Regions from separate parts of the Gossypium arboreum genome. Here region 1 is linked to region 2. A link is a contact called in public Hi-C data. All regions are on one chromosome and are shown on one strand. Each heading gives the region's core, a stretch centred on a gene start, on an enhancer-like site or on the middle of the called end of the contact. The rest is flanking DNA. Distances are from core to core; before and after follow the strand shown.

What was found. A called contact is a pair of places that touch in the nucleus more often than the background predicts.
Region 1: a contact with region 2 is called in a Hi-C map of leaf, with 1.8 times the contacts expected there. The contact joins the enhancer-like site here to the promoter of LOC108480141 in region 2. A contact is called at or near these places in 2 of 5 Hi-C or Micro-C datasets (both in leaf).

What each region holds. Positions count from the first base shown.
Region 1 is chr1:109,352,228-109,359,895 of ASM2569848v2, forward strand. No RefSeq gene overlaps it. Among protein-coding and RNA genes, the nearest start is that of LOC108482361, 6.4 kb to the right of the region's middle. Within about 2 kb of position 2,379, at least 2 of the 2 cell types and tissues checked have an H3K27ac peak or open chromatin away from gene starts, as enhancers often do. A contact at or near this core is called in leaf, where this site is marked.
Region 2 is chr1:109,315,669-109,323,116 of ASM2569848v2, forward strand. It overlaps LOC108480141, which reads left to right and starts at 4,339. Exons shown (of 6, transcript XM_053030172.1): 1 at 4,339-4,560; 2 at 5,526-5,621; 3 at 7,355-7,405.

The DNA of each region.
Region 1 (7,668 bases), core at 1,129-3,628, 35 kb after region 2:
CTTTTTCACCCCTCCAATAACATAGTACTTTCTCTTTTTTTTCTTGATACTTAATTACAAATGAGTTAAAATCATTAATTAAAAATAAAAAATATTTTTTAAAATACTAATTACAAATATTTAATAGTTATATTTAAATATTTAAAATATAGTTTATATATTCTAATTAAATTTTATAAATAATTAATATTTATTGCTTAAAAATATTTAAAATTTATATTTTATATATTAAAATATTAACAAGAAGTTATAATAATTTTTTTATATTCTTACTAAAATATAATAATATTAACTAATTTAAATATTATTTAAATGCATATTTGTTACTTTATAATAACATGTCTAAAATAGACATTTTATTTCTCAAAAGCACTTTTTAACGGCAATGCTAAACACTCAAATTTTAAACCAAACTTTTCAAAAGCACTTCTAAAAAGTACTTTTTCACAGCACTTTTTAAAAACACTTTTCAAAAGTATTGCCAAACTAGCTCTTAACGTAGAAAGCTAAAATTTTTTCTTATAAACTTCAGCTCTTTCTCTCTCTCTTTGGATTACAAATCAACTTTGAAAAGTAAGAACTTTTTCTTAGCCCTTCCATAAAAGTCCATACAAGTAAATGGTTCAACGGCATTTTGAATACTAAAAAAAAGTAGACAATTCAAGAAAATATTTGGGTCTTGAATTGGGAAAAATTCATAATAAGAAGGAATTCTTTGGCAACCTACTTGATAAATTCAACTTGAAACTTGCCTATTAGAAATTTAAATGCCTCTCTTCCAGATAAAGACTAACTTTAACCAAACTCACTCTATCTTTAAAGTCCCTTTGCTATTTGTGATTATATAGATAAAAGAATTAGGTCTTTCTAGTGGGGTCATGACTCGAGAGAGACAAAATTTCACACTTGTAATTAGGACACTCTATGTGCTCACATTTCTCACATAGGCCTAAGAATTCGCAAAATGAATCTTTTCAATGAAACACTCATACAAAAAATCAATTAGCGTACCCTTATTGACAAACATTGCTTTCTAACCAGAGTCATCACCGCAAAATATTGCAACAAATACCCTTTTTAACTAGTGAAACCCAAACCATCCGATTCCTAAAGTGTGGAAAAGTATTTTCACCAGCAGAGACATCTCTAAAAAAGGTAAAGATATTCAACTATAGAATGGTCAAAATAGCTAGATCTCAATAGACCCATTCAAACCGTTGATTAACACAATTACACACCAAAAATCTAACCCGCAAGTTACTTTATTAATTCTTACAAATTCACTATAACTTCTCAACCTCAATATAGCAATTGATCTAATCACTAAAACTTCTATCCAAGGTGAGAAGATAAAATGGTTTAGAAAAAATGACTTCAAAGAGCTCTTCTCGGTGAAAAGCACTTATTCTCAAATAATAACTATTTGTAGATATTACAATTTTCAACACTTGTATCTTTATGTGTGCCCTCTTTAGTGAGCTTTTAAGTCTCCCTTGTTTGTATGTTGTGAGATATGAGATATGACACTTTTCAATGAACAAAACAATATGAATATTTGTTTCCCATTTAAACATTTATTTTATATATTAATGCGATTCAGTTCTCTCATACTTTTCTGTGTTATCCTAACTAAAATATATATTCTTTATATTGATTTTTTTCGCTTCTTTCATATTGTTTAGACATACGATATTTGTGTTTGAAATATTGTCCATAGCATTTAATCTTATTATATATATAATTAATCTGTTTTCATCCTTTCACCATGAAAAGTTAGTAAAGAAATGTTTAATACATCACTATTAATATAGTTGTGAAAACACGAGCAAATAAAATGAAGGCATTTTTTTATTAAACAACACTTTTTCTTTAATGAAAAGAAAAGTTTAATAAATCAAATATTTTTCATAATTTAATAAAACATTTTTAAAGTTTTTTTTCCTAATTTTCATTTTGTTAAATGATAAATTTACCAAATCCATTAATTTTATAAAATTTTATAATTTTTATATGCCTATAATATATTTGAAAATTTGTGGCATGTAATTTTTAGGAACAATATATTTGAAAATTTGATTTTTTTTTTGAGAAAACCAACATCTTACCAAATTAAATTAAATAGCAACCAGCAAGTCATGAGCCACTCTAACCCGGCCAGCAGGCCCACCCAATTACACCCTACCTCTAGCCCATAAGCTCACCACAATGTCCCATAATAACAGAAGATAAACTAATGAGAAGTCAGAACAAGAGATAAGCGAGTGCAGTCTATGAGGGACCTGTACCAGAACGATCGAGGTGAAGCAGATGTACCAGGCAAGCGGGGTCTTCTTCAATCCACACAAGACCATCAACTTCTCTGACTGGCTGCTCCGTAAGGACATGAGCCGCCTCGTTCGCCAATCTTCAGACATGTCGGAAAGAGCAGGACCGAAACCCAAAAGCTAGCCTCCGATATCCAGTATTTGAGCAAAAGCTTGCATCAAAGTTCACCTTGTAAAGCCCTGTAGGTGGAGCCACCCATTGCGTCCTTCGGCTAACAGCATCAAGGGCCGGCGAACCAGGCTGGGATGAGCATTGACGCAGGTAAGAAGCTACACACAACTCGATATCTGGAATGGAGACATTCCTACCTTCGTGAACAAAGCGATTGCGGTAATACCACAAGCACTACACAACCACCGAAATTTTCGAGTTGGTATACAAGTCCGGTAAAGTGAAGAAATGAAGGAACCAGTCTTGCAAGCTTGCCGTGTTCAATCGAGCAAGCCATGAAACCTGCAATCTTGACTATATAGCAGCCGTATGAGAGCATTCAAAGCATAAATGACATAGCGTCTCCTCCGCATGTCAACACAAAGGGCATAGCGGATCAATGAGGATTCGACGAGCAAAGAGAGTAGCTCTTGTGGGTATAAATCCTTTGTAAAAACGACAAACTGTCAAAAGGATTTTTTTTAGGCAACGGAAAGACCATAATGCATTGTAAAATAATTTCCCCTGTATGTCTATTACAACCGCATGGTTGTATGATATGTTGCCATTGAACCCCATAACGGTTTTGTAACCTGCTCGGTCACTATAACCCCGAAGTTATCATATTGCCACACCAGCATATCATCCATGCCAAATTTCGATAATGGAATGCTACTAATCAGATGCTTCATCCTTAGAAATCAGCAAATGAAGTAATTTCTGATCCCAAACCATTTCGTTTTGATTTATGAGGCCGGAAACCATAGTAACTGTCATATCCAATTACGCTGATTGCACCTTACCTGTAGGCGTTGCCGGTAGCCATTTATCAGTATATATGCCTATTTGTCCCCCCCCCCCCCCCCAAAAAAAAAAAATTCCAATCATTTAACATCTTTATTTTTTTTTTTGTCAAATTTACCAACTTAACATATTAATTGTGCTACCCTATATTATGTGATATATGATTGACAGAAAATAAATATTCTAAGTTAGTAAATTTTGATGGAAAATACTAATGGTGTTAATAATTGAGTTAGGATTTTTAAATTGAAAGAAAAATTAAAGGATTTAATTTTTAACTTTTAAAATATAGGACTAAATCTCAAATACTATAAAAGTACAGGGACTACCATCATATTTTGACCTATAAATATTATTAAGTCGTAGTAATGTGTGTAATTGAGTAATATTTGTGGCAACGAAAACTCTTAAAATAAGATCTAAAATGTTTTTAAGTTTTAGAGCAAATTGAATTATTTTAATTCATACATTTATGATTTAATCTATCTCACTACAATAAAATAAAAATTTCACAATCAAAATCCTACAATTCAGATTCCAATTTCAATTAAATATTAATATTATTAACAATTGTCGAGCACTGAAAGTCTGACAACTAAAATATGTATAAAAATTGATTAAAATTCAAATAATTAACTTAAATAGAATGATGATTAAAGTTATTATTAAACACCTCATGTTCAAATTATATTACCTTATCTTCTACTTTTAATATTATATAAAAAAATAATTGCCATTATACACCGGGTTTGGTTGTAAAAATTTTAGTGCATGCCTATTGGTTATGAGAATTAAATGAAATTGGATTTTGGGATGTAGGAATTTAGTTGTAGAATATATTTTCACCCTTTAATTGTAAGATGGTTAAAAAAAGGTTGGGTGTTGTATTGTTTATTTTAGTGAGATAGTAAACTTACAAAGATTCAATTTGATCTGAGAATTAAAAATATTTTGATTATATAATCACAACGTAATTGGAGCAGCCTTAGAACTAAAAACAAGAGTGAAGTCAAATCACTTTCTTAAAGGGTCGAATGAAATTTTAATTTTTTATAATTCATATCTTTATAATTTTAAAAGATTAAATCAATTTTTATAATTTTAGGAGATTAAAATGTAATTTTACTTTTATTAATTTAAAATTTTAAAAAAATTAAAGACTTTAAAAATAATTTTCTATTTTAGAAGGCCCAGGTCGTGCCAACCCTGAATTAGCCTCTAACTAAAAATTGTGAAGCACAAATAATTCCCAACAATGAGGGTGGGATACCATTCAAGTAAGATTTATTTTAGTCAAAATTAAATCTTATTTCTTCATATGATTTCAAGAGATATGTAATTAAAAGTTTAAAGTTAAGACTATATAAATTAATCAGTAAAAGAGACTCACACAAAAAGAAAGAAATGAATTTATAATAGTTTTCTTCATTTCAATGGTGAATCTCGCATCAGGATATATATTGCGAAAAATATATTACTTTATAAATTTAATGAATTAATATACATTATCTTTGCATCAAAAACTTGAATTTTCACAATTCAAACTCTGCGTAAAAAGCTTCAGAAAAACCACAGAGAGCGGACCTAGCAGTGATACTCTTACAACAAGAGACAGCGCAAGTGTTTTTGGTTGGATACAAGACAACCTTTAGTGCCAAGATTGATGCTTCGAATTTAAAAGCCAAGAACAAAACATCTTCAGCCCATTTCCATGAATGGGTTTTTCAAGCAATGCACGTCGATTTCGACACCCTTGGCTGTATCAAACAAGAGTTTCACCAGTATTTGTTCAAAGAAGCACAAAGATCCAGTATAATATCGGTACAAGACAACAAGTCTCAGTTCGTCATGGTAAATACAAGGAGCAATACTCAAACATAAACTAATCTTGATCAACTTTTTAGCTTTACCATATTTATATATTCAGTAGAGTTTTATCTCTCCATTTTATCGAGAGTCCTTCCAGGTTAATAAATTAGCTCAAGTACTGACACCATCCTCCCTCTTTACAAATTATAGATGATGAGATTAAGTCCAATCATACCTAACTTCTCTTTTAAGTACTCAAGACACTTCTACCCTATAAATCCATCAAAATTCTAAAAACAAATAGAAAACAAAACTCTCTGGCCCGACCCGAAGACCCACCTGAAATTTAGAAGGGTTTAGATAAAAATATAAGCTCGAAAAATGGGTTTGGGTAAAAAAATTAGGCCTGTTTAAAAAATAGGTCAGGCCTCGGATAAGGTATTTTTGGCCCGAGCCCGGCCCGAATTCACTACATGACAAAAAATCTATTTTTTTTAATATTATTTTCTTATTGATTTCTCCCTATTTTGTTACTATTTTACTATTATGTTGCTACTATTTTATTGTTATTGTTTGGATATTGTATAAATTTTATTTTATTGTTAATTTTTTTATTATTTTAAACACATTTGTTAATTTGGTTATTATTTTAGAAACATTTGCTTGTTAAGTTGCATCTATTTTAGTGTTATTTAAGTATACATATTTTTTAAAATTTATTTTCAATATGTTGAGATATTTTTATTTTGATGTTTTTAGTATTTTTGATAGTTTATATATATATTAAAATTATATAAAAATAATATAAAAATTACTATAGGCTGGCCGGGTCTAGCCCGAGTTTTAACATTTTTATTTGGATCGAACTTGGGCAAAATTTTAAGCCCATTTTTCGGGCCGGACCGAACCCAAACCTAGCAAACAGGCCTAAATTTTTAGTTAGACCTAACCCGAACCGAGTCCAACCCATGAACACCTCTATCTCCAACCCCTCAACATGCATTATATATGAATCTCTTTCATATAGAACAATTTATAGCAAACTAAATAGAAGAATCTAAATCCCATCATAAATTTTAAATTATTATTTGGAATTATTTTTGTCACTGTTTGTAATTTTTCTTCATTGGATTCATTAGGAAATTATTGTACCAACGCTATTCACGACATCAATGATTTGTGTACGACACCAGGCCTACTGCTGTGTCCGAAAGGTAGATTTCAGCCACGATCAATGGCGTGTACTGTGGTTGGTAGTCCTAAAATTAATAATTGGATTCGATTCACATATATTTTTAATATTTATGTTAATTTTAAATTTTTTATTTCGATAAAATAATATTTTAAATGATTGTTGAACATTATTTATTTATTATGGTTTTAAATTTTGTTCATAATATATCTAAAATAATAATTTTAATTAAATAAAATAATTAATAATTTTGATACTATATTTTAAAATATTTCACTACTTTGAATATACAGTATTTATTTTTACATGTTATGATAGATGTTGAGTTGATGGTTATACACTCAAGGTCATTCTAGTTAAGTAACTTCCCAGGAAGCTCTACTTAAGTTAGAATTATGGCCAAACGTGAAATGATTATTAGTACATGTGAATACCTAAGAGATTAGGTTCACGTATTAATTGGTTAGAAATTCGTGTTCTTATTAGTTGGTTTAAGATTACCCTAAATTTTAACAAGTCGTTTTGTAAAATTATTTTCAAATCACTTCGGTGATCAATGTAACTTCCAAGATTCGATCTAAACTTCTATGCCGGATTTTAGGGTGTTACATATAATGTCTCAAAAATAGAAGTTACAAAGCTAAACAATTAATACGAGTGATGAAATTAATTTTCAGTTACAATGGTTTTAATGGTTAAAAAAGGATGGTGAAAGGTTTTGCTGGTGATGATGATGGTGAATAGTGAAGAAGAGATCACTATATTTCTAAAAGAATGAAAAATAACTTAATGTTATAAGAAAAGGTTAAGAGGAAACATCTAACTACCTTTATATCTGATCCATCAAGTCAAACTCTCCAAATTATCCCAAGAGTGAAGATAACCTAAGAATCCTACCATATTTTAAGGTTACTTCCATTTCTTCTACTTTGGTGAAGTAGCACTATGTAAAACATCTTTCGCAAAACATCTTTTGAAATGCAAGATGAGGGATGTTCTTGGAAAAAGGATTATTCTAACTTGTTCAAAATATGAGTTGCTTAACGGTGATGCTTTTCTTGAAAGAACTTATTCTATAAACAATGACTCTTCTAAAAAACATAGGTATTCTAAATAGAAGTTTTTCCAAACCAAGTGCGAAGCCAGAAAAATTTTATAGGGGCGGAATTATGTTGTATATTTTTATGAGAGTTAAAATGTAATTTTACAATTTAAATAGGTTACATCTTTATAATTTTTAAAGGACCCAATAAAAAAGTATCATTTTGGAGGGTCAAAAGTGAAATTTTTATTATAGGGGGTAGCCCTTATTCCAAACAACGGCGTTCTGATTATAGTTATTCTTGGAACACAATATTCTAAACTTTAGTTATTCTCAACAAAAAATA
Region 2 (7,448 bases), core at 3,089-5,588:
ACATTTATGGTTTATCAAATATCCCCACACTTAAGTATTTGCTTGTCCTCAAGCAAAATTCTCAACTCATAATTAAAATTAATTCTTCTCAACTTATAATTCTCATCAATAATGTTTCAAAATAATTCACAAATAATCATGCATTGAAAATTCAACTAAAAGAGCCCTAAAGATTCAAACAATCCAAGTCACACATTTTTTTAAGACATGAAAACATAGGTATCTCCTCTTATTTAAGTATTTACCTTTAATTCAAAAACGACAAGATTTTACATCCTCACTAAAGATTCACTCAAATCACTCAAAATGTTTAAGGTTCAAAAATTAAGCACTCAAAAGTCAATTATGAAAAGTCATTACCATAGGCTTGCATGAAAATCAAATCTCCACCACTATAGAATGATATGATACACAAATCAAAAGGTCTTTAAAGGGTTGTAAAGGGGCTTGGGTTAAAGGTGTGGATAAAGGCTGAAAAAGAATGTTAGAATCGAGATCGAATTGATAAATTACCTAACTAGAAAAATAAACTAATACTAAATAATTACATCAATCGAAATTATTATAACACGAGCTTCTTCTCAGAATATGAAATTAACTACTTAAGCTCAAAAACATAGAACTAGTAATAATCCAACATAAATGTATTTTTTTCACTTTTTTTTCTTTTCTTTTTAGAACAATAGATAATAAGAGAAAATTTAACAACTGAAACAAAAGAACATAGTTAAGCAGCTAACCAAATCAAATCTCGACAAAAAAGGGAGTCAATAAAACGGGAAACAATTCTCAATGAATCAAAAAAAGTTATGGGTTAATATTAAAAGGTAAATCAAGAAATAGTTTTTTAGGCTTAAAAAGGGTTCACTAAGGGTTAATTATGAAGGTAGGCTTATGGGATAAGTGGGTTAAAATCTAGGTGTCTTTATCATCTCAGTATATCAAATAAAATGTGTGGTCTCGACATGTATAATGAATAACCAATCAGTATTGACAAATTCATAACCGATAATAGAGTGAGCTAGAAAAGTGTATGCTCTAAAGGCTCAAAATCTCACAAAAATTATGGTTTTTGATATTAATCTTGCAAATCTCAAATTTCAAGGTAATACTTCAATTTAGGGAAAAAACCTAAAAAAATTTTATTCTGAAAATAGACTTATCATGCTTGATTCTCTAGTGTCTTAAAATTTAAACAATCAATGCACAATTACCTATGAATTTAATCTAAAACACATCAATGATAATCATAAATTAATAAGAATTCATTCTAATAGTAATGTGAGAAAATTACTTAAACACAAGACATAATTCAGGGATTTTCTAATAATTCTATATATAACCTCCCCACACTTAAGATGTACATTGTCCTCAATGTACAATCATATATAATCACAGTATAAACAGAAGATCATAAGAGAGGGAGAAAACTAAAACTGCCCTGAATATTGGATGAAATCTTCAGAATAGTGAAAAGCGGAATTGCAGTCAAATTTAAATGTAACTCATGATTCCGAACAAATTAACACGAAAGTAAACACAAATAATAAAGAAAATTAAGAGGTTATAACTCGATTAGAAACAACCATAAATCTTTCAAAAGATAATAATGAAAATAAGTTGAAGAGAAAAAAAATAAAACAACTAAAACAAAATTAAAAAGAAAGATAAATAATAATAATAATAATAATAATAATAATAATAATAATAATAATAATAAAATAATAATAATAAACTCAATGATATCAATAAACTTAAAAGGTAATTGTAATGATAATAGTAAAAAATACGAAAGAAAAAAAAAAAAAATAGAAATAGCAAAATAAAAATAATAAAAGTATATAAAAATTAAAATATATAAAAATTAAAATATAAGTATAAGAATAATAAATTAATTAATTAATTAGTAAAATAAAAATAAATAATATAACAATTAAAATAAATAAAATAAAATTGGGGTGATTAACCTATTTTTCACATGGCCATGAACATGCCCATGTGTCCAGGCCGTGTGAGTCACATGGCCATGTAGCCAGGCCGTGTGTGTTTTCCTTCGCTTCTCCCATGCCCATGTGAGATCCCACACTCCCGTGTGGCCAGGTTGTGTGCTCCACACACCCGTGTGGTTAGGCCATGTAACTCTTTAACTTTGAAAAAATTAGCTCCAGGTTTCACACGGCCTAAAACACGTCTGTGCACTACAACAAAACAGGTTTTTAGCGGCGTTTGAATGAAAAACGCTGCTAAAGATCGAGTACTAGCGGCACTTTTTAAAAAACGCCGCTATATGTACACCTTTAGCGGCGCTTTATAGAAAACGCCACTAATGCTTGATCTTTAGCGGCGTTTTTTAAAAAACGCCACAAAAAATTAACACAACGCCGTCGTTTTGTATTGTGCCTTTAGTGGCTTTAGCGGCGCTTTTAAAAACGCCATTAAAGATCGAGTATTAGCGGCATTTTTTTAAAAACGCCGCTATATGTACACCTTTAGCGGCGTTTTTTGGAAAATGCCGCTAATGCTTGATCTTTAGCAGCGTTTTTTAAAAAACGCCATCGTTTTGTATGGAGCTTTTAGTGGCTTTAGCGGCATTTTTAAAAAGCGCCGCTAAAGATCGAGTATTAGCGGCGCTTTTTTAAGAAATGCCGCTAATGCTCAATCTTTAGTTGCGTTTTTTATAAAACGCCACAAAAAAATGAAAAAAATTAAAATACTATTATTTAAAATAATTTTAAATATTTTTTATATATGACTAATTATTTTTTATTTATATGTTAAATATTTTCTTATATAATTGTAAAAGAGATAGTATTAATTTTAAAATATTGAATTAATTATCATTATAGTTTAGGGTTTACGGTATATGGTTAAGGGTTTAATGTTTATGAGTTACTATTTTAAAGTTTATGGATTATGAGTCTAGGGATTATGGTTTAAGGGTGGTTTAAGGGTTGGGGTTAATGGTTAGGGATTAGGGGTTAAGTGTTAAGGGGATAGGGGTTAGGCGTTAAGGGGAGAGGGGTTAGGGGTTTATGGTTTATGAGTTAATATTTTAAGGTTTATGGATTATGGTTTAGGGATTACGTGTTAGGGTTTAAGGGTTAGGGGTTAGGTGTTAAGGGTTTAGGGTTTAAGGGTTAAGGGATAGGGTTATAGGTTTAGTGTTTAGGATTTAAGATTTAGGGGTAGGGGTTAGAGGTTTAGGGTTTATATTAATTAGTATTATTTAATTTATATATTAAACGATTTCTTATATAATTGTAAAAGAGATAATATTAATCTTAATATATTAAAATTATGATTATAGTTTAAATTATTTAAGAGATAATAGATAAACTTTATATATATATTATTAAATATTGACTATTATAAGTTAATTATTATGGCTTCCAAATTATAACAAATAAAAATAAATATGAAAACTAAGAGATTAGTGGCGTTTTTTTTATAAAAAAAACCACAAAAAAACACTATGAAAACGGCGTCATTTTCCTTTCTTAAATTTCATCTTCTTGTGTCATGCCCGATACTTAGCCATTTCCCTTAAAATCCCAAAACAGATATCCCAAACGTTTAGCCATTTCTAGCAAAACCCCAAAATAAATTTCCCCAATTTTTTACATTTCCCCTAATCCCTAAATTTCCCCCAAAATCCCTAAGTTTTTTTTAATAGTACTTCATTTAAGTAAAGCCCTTGTATTTAAAAAAAATTAATTTTTTTCAGGTATTAGGGAAAGCGATTCGGCTAGGTATTTCAGCATCTAGAGTTTCTATCAATGTTGGAAAAGTGGTAAATATTCGAGTAATTCATACTTATAGTTGAATTTTATTTGAATTTTGATCGATCTTATTTTTCTTTTATTTGTAATTGATGTCGAAGAAGCTTGATTTGTTTAGGATTTGTCTCAATAAATGCTGATATAAAGTAAGAAGATAGTAAAGAATGCAAGATTAACATTTTTTTTGTTTCTTTTTCTTTTAATATATGTGAGGTTCTAGCAGATTTATCAACGGAAATAAACTTTTAGAAAAATGAAAATATCGGGAGTTTTCACGAGAGAGAATTTCCTGTTCTCTTTCTCCAGATTCATTTGATTTATGTGATTATGTCAGGAAAGACGTAGGACTCTTACCCTTTTTTTGCCTATAAATATACATACTTATACCCCTTCAGTTCAGAATCAGATAGAGAAAAGAACAAACCCAATATATTAGTTTTAGTTTTTGAATCTTTAGATCAAAAGAATGGCAGAGGAAGTAGTACTGCTGAATTTTTGGCCAAGTATGTTTGGGATGAGATCCAGGATTGCTTTGGCTGAGAAAGGGATAAAGTATTAATACAAGGAAGAAGACTTGTGGAACAAGAGTGCTTTACTGCTACAGACGAACCCTGTTCATAAGAAAATCCCTGTTCTTATCCATAACGGTAAACCTGCTTGCGAGGCGCTCATTCAGGTTCAGTACATCGATGAGGTATGGCATGACAAAGCTCCTTTGCTCTCTTCTGACCCTTACCAAAAAGCTACTGCTAGATTCTGGGCTGACTATTTTGACAAGAAGGTACATTCTTTTTTTAAGAGGCAATATGTGAAAATAAGAAAATAGTTTTAGTTCAAAAATTCTTATAAAATTTCTCTCTGGAAAAATGTAAAGGCATAGCATGAAAATTTTGGCTGTAATTTAGTTGTATAATGATTTAAAGTAGAAATTCTACGGTACAAGATTTGCACCTTTGCCTTTTTTGGCATTTTTATTCATTTTTCACTTACAAAAGTACATATTGATGAGGAGTGGATGTCTGCTTGAAAATGACTGTGCATTTCTTTTAGTTCTTTATTATCGTAAAAATAAAAAAAAAAATTTGGCTTCCCGAATGAAATGGTTATCAAGTTGCTTAAATCAAATTCCTTTAAGTTGTGTTAGTAGATTATAGTTTTTTCTATCAGGTTTAGATTATAGCATTACATATTTTGTCTTGACAGGCACCATGATCCTGCTATTTTTATTTATTGATTGATGATAGGATTTTGGACTTGTACTTATTAAAGTTGCTACTTGGGGACCATTTGTTCTTCTTAATATGGACAATGATATTTTACAAAAGGACAATATTGATACAAAAAACGTTGCAAGTGAATGGCTTGGTAGCTCCTCTAAATTATTTAGCCTTAATGGAGTTGATACCACACTAACTTATGTTTGTCGACGTGAGTACATCATAGAATGTAACTGAAAGGTGCGTCTCTGTGGTTAATGGAAGCTCCTTCAATTTAATTTCTTGCTCTTAGCTTTTTATGATAATACCTAAATGATATATGGAGTTTCCTTGTAGCTTTAATGATGTTGTCTGTATGCTTTGTCTTTTGATAAAGCATTAATTATTATTATCACTAGCACTAACGACATTATGTTGTCTTGAATATTAAATTGCATATTCTCTATGTTAATGATTATATGATTGTTGTCCAAAGCTTGCTGAACATACATAGAGATGGCTAGTTGTATTTTGTTTCTTTTACTTACAGGTATTCTGCGACAACTACTTGGATGGTGGTTACCATGTGACATTTGCACACAAAGGCCTTACATCTGGTCTTTCACTTGATTCATATACCACTTCAGTATGCTTCGGTCTGACCTTTTTGCTAGTTATATTTAAGATTAAAATGCTATTTGTTTGGCTTGTAATGTAATACGGACATGCTTGAAGCTTCTTTTAAGTTAATTTTATTTATTATATGATATTATATGCTTATTGTAGTTTTAGAATATCAAACATGTGAAAACATAGTATTCACAATGCATAGTAGTAAGCAAGTGAATAAATTTTATTTTATACCTATAAGCTAGATATTTTGAGCAAGGTAAATTATGACACTTGCAACGATTAAAGAAAGGATAAATACATCATGTAAAAAGAGGATAAATCTTGTTTAGGGCATATTTTGGGATTCTTCCTTAACAACAAAATACATAAGACAAACATGATCTGACATGTTTAGTTACTATTCCTAAATAGCAATGCCTTCTTTTTTATGCTTTCACTTGTAATATACAAGACAGAGGAATAGCAAGGACAAGATGTGGCAGGTCTGGATTTTCTCTATGTCGGTTCTTGTAAGGATAGTAGATGGAAGAAGAGAATGTTGTTTATATTCATCTTAAAGGACTCTGCTTCTTCCATCTACTATTCCAAGGGTAGGCGAAGGATGACATATTTCCTGATGTTGTTGTTATTTGTTCAGGAATGAAAGGAAGGATACCGTAATACTAAGTAAAACAATCATCTAATGCATGCACCATATTATCCCAGATAAAGAAAATAGTAGCCTTTTGATTATAGATACTGAGTGTCACTCTGCAACCATGTCTATGTGCTTCTCTATGCACAATATGTACTTGGAGAATGATGATTGCATCAACCATTGTTCACCTGCCCTCAGTCACACATGCATATACATAATTGTGTCTTTTCCCTGTATCAAATATTTGATTTTGTTTTGTCGAAAAAAAAGTCTAATTTTGTATTGGTGTAAAGATAATTAAGCGTTTGCTTAAAATGTGAAAGATTCTACACATAAAGCTGTGAATTATGAAAATATTTTGTTTAAAAGACTGTTTTGATCACGGCTTTAATCTTATCCTGCATAAAGAAACCATTCGGCTTCTTTTCATTAGATTGACAATATATAATCTTCATGGGCTCAATAACTTAAGTGTTAATAATATAGATTATAGAAACTAAAACTAACATTTATAAATAAGGCACCTTGAGAATTGTTCTAATTCCAAATTGAACTTTCTTGAAACTATCTAGTGTTGTTGGTTATCACTGAATAGTTTAGGTGTAAAGCTCCTTCAACTTTTGGATGGCAAATATTAAATGCAAAGAATATGTCTATGTGAAGATTAATGAAGGCATATATATACCACAAAATCTTTTATTGGACCTCTATGTCTTGAGCTCTGAATTCTGCACATATGCTAGATACATGCTTCTAATTTTGCGTAAGTTTTAGATTATACAAGGTTAATGATAGGTAATGTTGTTTTAGAGGAGACTTATGCTTGGCTTCACATGCATTAGCCTCTCAAATGTTGTGTTTATGTATGTTGGGCAATTCAAAGTGCATGCGTGTGTGGGATGCTGACATTAACCGGGGTTTGAAAGTTCCTCTTACATAATATTGATGTTTTCTACTTGTTAGCCATAGTTGCAGTCTGTAGAATTCAACCATTTTTCTATTTTATTATAGAGAAGATTTTCTGTGCGACATGTATTCTGTAACTCATTTCATTTTTCATGTATTGGAAATATGGTTCCTATTTAACTGAGCTCTTGTTTTGGCCTTAGGATGACAAAACTTTCATTGAGAGAAGCCTAGCGGATAGTGAAAAAGTTCAGGTACTAGCAAATAATCTCTGGTTTTGTTTGTATGCTCAAAATT